Regions from separate parts of the Mus musculus genome. Here region 1 is linked to region 2. Evidence: chromatin contacts called from public Hi-C data. All regions are on one chromosome and are shown on one strand. Each heading gives the region's core, a stretch centred on a gene start, on an enhancer-like site or on the middle of the called end of the contact. The rest is flanking DNA. Distances are from core to core; before and after follow the strand shown. Region 1 overlaps Fndc3a (fibronectin type III domain containing 3A). Region 2 overlaps Fndc3a (fibronectin type III domain containing 3A).

The links. A called contact is a pair of places that touch in the nucleus more often than the background predicts.
Region 1: a Hi-C map of B cells shows a contact between it and region 2, with 1.9 times the contacts expected there. The contact joins two enhancer-like sites. A contact is called at or near these places in 3 of 39 promoter capture datasets (the 3T3-L1 cell line, the C10 cell line and frontonasal cranial neural crest), 9 of 484 Hi-C or Micro-C datasets (B cells, the C3H10T1/2 cell line, the HPC-7 cell line and 6 more), 7 of 115 datasets of contacts at active chromatin or transcription factors (the 230-238 cell line, CD8 T cells, bone marrow-derived macrophages and 2 more) and 3 of 9 other capture datasets (adipose tissue, liver and pancreatic islet).

What each region holds. Positions count from the first base shown.
Region 1 is chr14:72,679,645-72,683,627 of GRCm38.p6, forward strand. The region is part of intron 2 of Fndc3a (fibronectin type III domain containing 3A); the gene reads right to left. Among named protein-coding and RNA genes, the nearest start is that of Fndc3a, 28 kb to the right of the region's middle. Within about 2 kb of position 2,512, at least 14 of the 459 cell types and tissues checked have an H3K27ac peak or open chromatin away from gene starts, as enhancers often do. A contact at or near this core is called in B cells and memory CD8 T cells, where this site is marked.
Region 2 is chr14:72,601,315-72,605,216 of GRCm38.p6, forward strand. All of the region lies in intron 3 of Fndc3a (fibronectin type III domain containing 3A), which reads right to left. Among named protein-coding and RNA genes, the nearest start is that of Fndc3a, 110 kb to the right of the region's middle. Within about 2 kb of position 1,802, at least 368 of the 459 cell types and tissues checked have an H3K27ac peak or open chromatin away from gene starts, as enhancers often do. A contact at or near this core is called in B cells and memory CD8 T cells, where this site is marked.

The sequences.
Region 1 (3,983 bases), core at 1,262-3,761, 79 kb after region 2:
AGGGGGCAGAGGGAGGGTGAGAGCAGAAATAGGAAGGTTGTTGTGAAACTGTGTCTCCTAGAAATAAGCGCCAGGGAGACTACATTCATCAAATCTCACCAATGTGGCTTCCTAAACAGGACCCGAACAATGACAACACCAATCAAACAGCAGGGGAAAGCAAGAGGTCCCCCTCCAGCCCCCCCGCCCCCCCCCCCGCCACAGCCAAAGATCTATGGGCAAGGACTGGGAATGCCTAGTCGGGGATAAGTCTCCTCCAAGAAGACTTCCCCAATAGGTTATCCAGCAATCAAGTGGTCAGCCTGTCAGCCCTGAAGTCATATCCATACAGACAACATAATACAGACTGATCAGTGTGTACATGTCTCTGTGTGTGTAGTTTCACACATTTAACAATAAAAGGCATGACTTTGAAAGACAGCAAGAGCCTTATTTATAATAGCCAGAAGCTGGAAAGAACCCAGATGCCCCTCAACAGAGGAATGGATACAAAAAAATGTGGTACATTTACACAATGGAGTACTACTCAGCTATTAAAAGGAATGAATTTATGAAATTCCTAGGCAAATGGTTGGACCTGGAGGGCATCATCCTGAGTGAGGTAACACAATCACAAAAGAACTCAAATGATATGTACTCACTGATAAGTGGATATTAGCCCAGAAACTTAGTATACTCGAGATATAAGAGACAATTTGTAAAACACATGAAACTGAAGAAGAACAAAGACCAAAGTGTGGACACTTTGCCCCTTCTTAGAATTGGAAACAATCACCCATGGAAGGAGTTACACAGACAAAGTTTGGAGCTGAGACAAAAGGATGGACCATCTAGAGACTGCCATATCCAGGGTTCCATCCCATAATTAGCCTCTAAACGATGACACCATTGCATACACTAGCAAGATTTTGCTGAAAGGACCCTGATATAGCTGTCTCTTGTGAGACTAGGTTGGGGCCTAGCAAACAAAGAAGTGGATGCTCACAGTCAGCTATTGGATGGATCACAGGGCTCCCAATGGAGGAGCTAGAGAGAGTACCCAAGGAGCTAAAGGGATCTGCAACCCTGTAGGTGGAACAACATTATGAACTAACCAGTACCCCGGAGCTCTTGACTCTAGCTGCATATGTATCAAAAGATGGCCTAGTCAGCCATCACTGGAAAGAGAGGCCCATTGGACTCACAAATTTTATATGCCCCAGTACAGGGGAACGCCAGGGCCAAAAAGTGGGAATGGGTGGGTAGAGGAGTGGAGGGGGAGGGTATGGGGGACTTTTGGGATAGCATTGGAAATGTAATTGAGGAAAATACATAATAAAAAAAATTAAAAAAAAAAAGACAGCAAGAGGGGGAAGGGGTGTGTGAGAGGGAAAAAAGGGGGAAATGATATATCAATATTACAATTTCAAATGAATAAAATTATTAAACTAACACAATCTATTAATAACTGGGTGTAGTAGTACACACCTTCAATTTCAGCACTTGGGAGGTACAGGCTGAGAGATCTCTATGAATAATCAGATGGCCAGGTCTACATAGCAAGTTCTAGGGCACTCCAAGCTACACAGTGAGACCGTGTCACAAAAACCAAAAACAAAAACTTACTAGAAAGAAGGCAAAACCAAAACAGGTTCAGCAGCCATGATAGGGATAAGAAATGCCTGTCACTGTTTCTGTAAAAGCTGCACTATATGTCAAAAGAGTCCTCTGCAATCCGTCAGCTAAGCCCACTACAGCCAATACAACACAGAGGTAGATAAAAGCATTTCTGAGGGAGAGGTAATCTTAGTAATCAAACATAAGAAAGTTAATTTGATTCCAAGAGATACAAGAAAAACTTGACTGAGAAAGTCAAGACAACAGAAGAGAGTATCTGTTGCCTTGGAATTCCCACACCATTCCTGCATGCATGCTCCTCTGTCTGTAGTGTGCTCCTTTTCCAGGCACCTACTGATGCCTCGTCTCGCAGGCAAGCTCTGACTTAGTCAGGTTTTGAACCAGTATTAACAACATACACTGTCACCTTTATTGTCTGTTTATCTTCAATTATTATCTGCTGTACATTTTTTAAGATTTAATTTTATGCATATGAGTGTTTTGTGTGTATATATGTAAGTGCACTGTGTATGTGTGCCTGATATCCCAAAGCCCAGGACACTGGGACTAAGGACAGTTGAAAGCTACTATATGGAATGGTGGGAACTGAACCTGGACCCTCTTCAAGAAAAGTAAGTGCTCTAAATGGCTGTGTCATCTCTCCAGCCTATGCTGTATGGTTTTATATATTCTACCACAGCTATTGGACCACCATCCCAGATTAATGCTTTAGTGTGTGCTGTTCTCAACAGCCATTTGTACTACTGCTGCTATTCACAGCCTCAGATTCTATGGAACTTTACCAGTAAAATCTCCTTTTTGAGAGAAGAAAAACAAGACCTAAGTCTTTGTGGTTATGGCTCAGCCTGGTAGTGTGTCTTCTCTCCACAGAATACAGTTATTACCAGGCAACCAGGGCAACAGAATACAGTTATTACCAGGCAACCAGGGCAACAGAAGAATACAGTTATTACCAGGCAACCAGGGCAACAGAATACAGTTATTACCAGGCAACCAGGGCAACAGAATACAGTTATTACCAGGCAACCAGGGCAACAGAATATAGTTATTACCAGGCAACCAGGGCAACAGAATACAGTTATTACCAGGCAACCAGGGCAACAGAAGAATACAGTTATTACCAGGCAACCAGGGCAACAGAATACAGTTATTACCAGGCAACCAGGGCAACAGAATACAGTTATTACCAGGCAACCAGGGCAACAGAATACAGTTATTAACAGGCAACCAGGGCAACAGAATACAGTTATTACCAGGCAACCAGGGCAACAGAATACAGTTATTAACAGGCAACCAGGGCAACAGAATACAGTTATTACCAGGCAACCAGGGCAACAGAATACAGTTATTACCAGGCAACCAGGGCAACAGAATACAGTTATTACCAGGCAACCAGGGCAACAGAATACAGTTATTAACAGGCAACCAGGGCAACAGAATACAGTTATTACCAGGCAACCAGGGCAACAGAATACAGTTATTACCAGGCAACCAGGGCAACAGAAGAATACAGTTATTACCAGGCAACCAGGGCAACAGAATACAGTTATTACCAGGCAACCAGGGCAACAGAATACAGTTATTAACAGGCAACCAGGGCAACAGAATACAGTTATTAACAGGCAACCAGGGCAACAGAATACAGTTATTACCAGGCAACCAGGGCAACAGAATACAGTTATTACCAGGCAACCAGGGCAACAGAATACAGTTATTAACAGGCAACCAGGGCAACAGAATACAGTTATTACCAGGCAACCAGGGCAACAGAATACAGTTATTACCAGGCAACCAGGGCAACAGAATACAGTTATTAACAGGCAACCAGGGCAACAGAATACAGTTATTAACAGGCAACCAGGGCAACAGAATACAGTTATTAACAGGCAACCAGGGCAACAGAATACAGTTATTAACAGGCAACCAGGGCAACAGAATACAGTTATTACCAGGCAACCAGGGCAACAGAATACAGTTATTACCAGGCAACCAGGGCAATATGCTGTGGTTAACTCATTAATAGATTCATATTGAAGTCAGTGACTGGCCTCAGGCAACATATGTTAACAAAAATCTATCAGGGACTCATGAAAGTACATAAGTATCTGCCACAGCTGTGATTAGTGTGGGGGAAAATAAAACCTTACAGGACTTCCATCTGACCCTGAAAAGCAAGTCAGCAAAAAGAAGGTGAAGCTTAAGAAGGTGTGTGAGCACATATGAAAACAAAAACCAAGACAAAACTTTCCTAGGGGAAAGCAAAAACAAAAGCCTACTTCTACTGGTTATTCAATAGCAAAGACAGCAGCCCTTTAGGCTAAAAAATCCACAATGACAAAGACATGAGGTAAAACATATTTCTGTTT
Region 2 (3,902 bases), core at 552-3,051:
TTCTGCTCTCTGGAGAAAGGGGAACAGTTGTACACTAATGGTCACTTTATTCATTAACTAATTCACATAAACCAGTAAACTAGCCTTCTAAATTGTAAGATCCGCCCTAGATATTATTTATAAAATGTGGAAATTGGCTGAGAACTAGAGATTTTATTGAAAATTGCATTTGTTTACTTAGTCAAGGAAACTTTACTGAGCTCTATGTACTAAGCTTAGACTGCAGGCTCTTTGCACCCACTGCCATGCTGAACCTTGTGTCAAGTCATTAATGCCAGACAGAGATTGATGAAGATGATGTGGAAATGAAAGAAAGCAGACAGGCATCTTCAAAGCAGAACAACTAAACCCGGTGTTCTGTTTCTCTGTGGCTATTAGAGCAGTAACTTTCAGGCGATGCACCCACACTCCCATCTCAGCCTCCACAATGCTAGGATTACAGACATGTGCCACTGGACTCAGCTCACAGTTTACTTTGATAGCTGCTGGAACAAGTCATCATTTAGTTTCACAAAGGACTCCTTTATGACGTGATCACTTTGACTACTTAAGTAAATTTTCTAGTTCGGAGGCAGAAATGCCACACAGTTAGATTTTAAAAAGATAATTTATCAGTGCTATGTACATTTATCTAAAATAATGGTGGGATATATTCAACACTGAACACAAACCTGCCACACCCCCAATACATAGACAGTAAACACAAGTACTGATATTCAGATCCACAATGCTGGCAGCACCATGTTGCTTGTCCTGCATCAAACTCTAAACCCTGGACACTCACTGACACAATGCCTGACTACCTCTCAGGTCCAACAGTACTTTCTAACTCAGAAAGTTCTAGAAAATTAACTGCAAACTGTCTTAAATTTGTATGCAGCAAAGCAGACTGTGTCCAGGGAAGAAGCAAACCTGTTATAGGAGTACATAACATGTCCACCTGGCACAAGAAAGCTGTACCTGAACAACTGTAGCTACACCTAACAGCTCCTTCAGAATTGACAAGCTTTAGGCAAAAGCTACCCCAAAGCAGAGTGATTACATTACTGTTAAGGGCCTACTTATTTTTAAAATCTGCAAAAGTGGGTACAATTCTGTTTGTCATTTGCCTTAAATATGAAAAACTTCCCATCCCAATTCTTAAAGGTACCATCAATGATTTATACCTAGTTCATTTTACCTAACATAAACTAAACCTATCGTCTTTCTTAATCTACCATTCATATTCAATTTTTTCTTTATTTCTTTTAGAAAAAACCCAAAACTACAGATTTGTCTAAGCATTTAAAATTAAATAAACAACGGACTGCTGACTGCTGACTCCTGCCGCACACAATGGCTTCCAAATTACCTGATGCCAATTTTCTGATCAGTCTTAAAAGAGAAAAGACGAAAAAAATCAAGAGGCCAGCCAGAATGGGGCATGCTATGAGATTTAAAATCACTCTAGCTCATAGAGTCTACAATTTTCATAACCACATAACAATATGTAGTATTTCTAAAGCGAACAGATTTGGCACTAAAAACACACAACACGGCTTTAGGTTAATACAAAAGCTTCCTATGTTTTCAAATAAAAGCGAATGTTCAAAATCAGCAAATCTTACCACTCATTTTGTTTCTACAGGAGCAGCAGCCAGCGAACAAGAAAACCCAACAAGGAAACGGCGTAGTACACGTTAGCAGCTTTAATTGGAGAACAGTTTCGCTTTTTTTTTTTTTTCCTCAAAGCTGGTAAGAGGAAAAGATCCTTTGACCGAGTCACGTGACCGGTATCACATGACCCGCAGTGAACCGGGAAAGACCGGGAGAGGAAACAGCGCAGAGGGTACGCTGGGGCGCTACTGAAACAAAACACTTAAAGGCTTCTTCAGCTGCTTTCCTGACTGCAACGCGTTCTGCCTTAAGAGCCAAAGTAAACCCTAATCAAAAGAACCTGGTGGATAGGCACGCGATGGAAAACCATCCTCTTTGTGTTCGCGGTTTGACTAACGCAGCCTGCTGCTTTTTCACATAGAAAGATTGGGGTAAAATGAATTCAAAGCCTTGATCCAAAATATGAGTGTATAGTTTGTGATCATTTCATGCTCGATACTCAAGCTATGCCTATAACACACAGAGAATTGCCCACACAATAGAATTAAATGACAAGTTCCTTACAGGTGGAATATATTTCAGGCTTGTTTTGTTTTTCCTTAAAAGCTAATGAAGGCTTCTGCTTTTATAGTCAGTGTACTTTGTTTTTAGTGATTATTTTAAAAATAGAACTTACTCTTGACATTAAGGAAAGATCCTTGGTGGATAGTATTCTTAAAGCAGGAATGTGAAAAATACTCAGTTAATTGAGGTGAAAACTTATTCTTTTGGAAAAAAAATACGCCCCGTAAATTACTTAAGAGGGCATATAAGTTCAGAGGAACTTTATCAACTGCTTACATACACAAGCAATGGCTGGGATCTGTGACACGCACCACAGTGGGGAAGATGGATTTGGGTACTAGGTGATACTAAAAGTTAAAATGAGCTCCGATACTTACTAGCATGGCAAATGTACTACTATTGGGCTCTGTCTCCTGTGGAAAGGTTAAAATGATCAACCTCAAAGCACTGTTGCAGAATCAAGTTAGACAAACTAGTACATGAAATACACTGTTTAGGACCTCTCAGTAACTGATAGTTATTGTAAGTAAAAGTATGATCGCTGACTCTCAAAACTAAAGATTACACAGTGAGACGAACCATGTGGAGTGTCCTACTTGTTAACGCAAACTGAGGTATCATTACTAGAGAAGCTGAGGCAGGAGCAGATAAGTAACTTGAGGGTACATAGGCAAAGGCAGGGTTGCTTCATATAATCACATGTTAAAGGCCAGGCCCTATTTAAAGGCCCAGTGTCTTTCCTGAAGAAGAAAAAAAAAAAAAAAAAAAAAAAAAAAACCTGGCAGGACACACCCCTGGCAACTTGACTCAATAAAAGCAAGTCAGAGGCCAGAGGAGAAGAGACACTGGTTTAAAGTGGAAAAGGGTAATAGCTGACCTTTTATTCCATTATGAATGCATTTCCCCTGAGGCTGTGGGATGGGCGCTTACTTCCCTGTTCTCTCTCACTGCGCCACTCTGCCCTCCTATGCTATTTTGACAGTCAGTGAGTTGTTTTTTTTTTTTTTTTTCTTTCTGCCCCAACACTTGCTGTCAGGTCAATGACTTCAATGTCCAAACTCTAGATCTATGATTTCTCTGCTCCTTTTCCTGCTGTGTTCTTAAAGCTTGAACTTATTTCTTACAACTATAAGTACATCCTGTTTCACAGCTAATCTTACCAAAATCACTATAGAGAGACCTAATACTCTTCGTTTAAATTACTATTCTTAGACCTGACCTTGATCAAACCGTACCTTATTTCACAGCTCAAATTTTTTAGGATTTTCACAGCATCAGCAGATTCCAACGCTGCACAGTCGTTGCCTCGGCTAGTTGGTTAGACAATATTTGATGGCAGCCATTAAGCACACTGAAGTGACTTCCCTAAACCTAAGCAGTAGAGCCCAGTGATGGACACTGCTCTCCATCGAGCCAGGTTGTACCACTCAGGTTTCTGCTCCTCCTAAGGTTGCTTTTATTCTTATCTTTACAGTCTTCTAGTTGAGAAGGATATTAATGGTAGACTACTAGTTCTAGTTGAGAAGGATATTAATGGTAGACTACTTCGCTAGCCTAACAATGCACAACATCCTAGATCTGATTCCAGTATCATGAAAAAAAAAACATAAGAGGAAAACTATCCTTTATATAACCAATTAATTTACTTAATTTTGAGGCTTATAAAAATTAGATAGTATTATCTTCTGTAACTTCTTCCTCCACATGCTGGATTCTGTCTAGGCATTTGGGACAGATTAGTA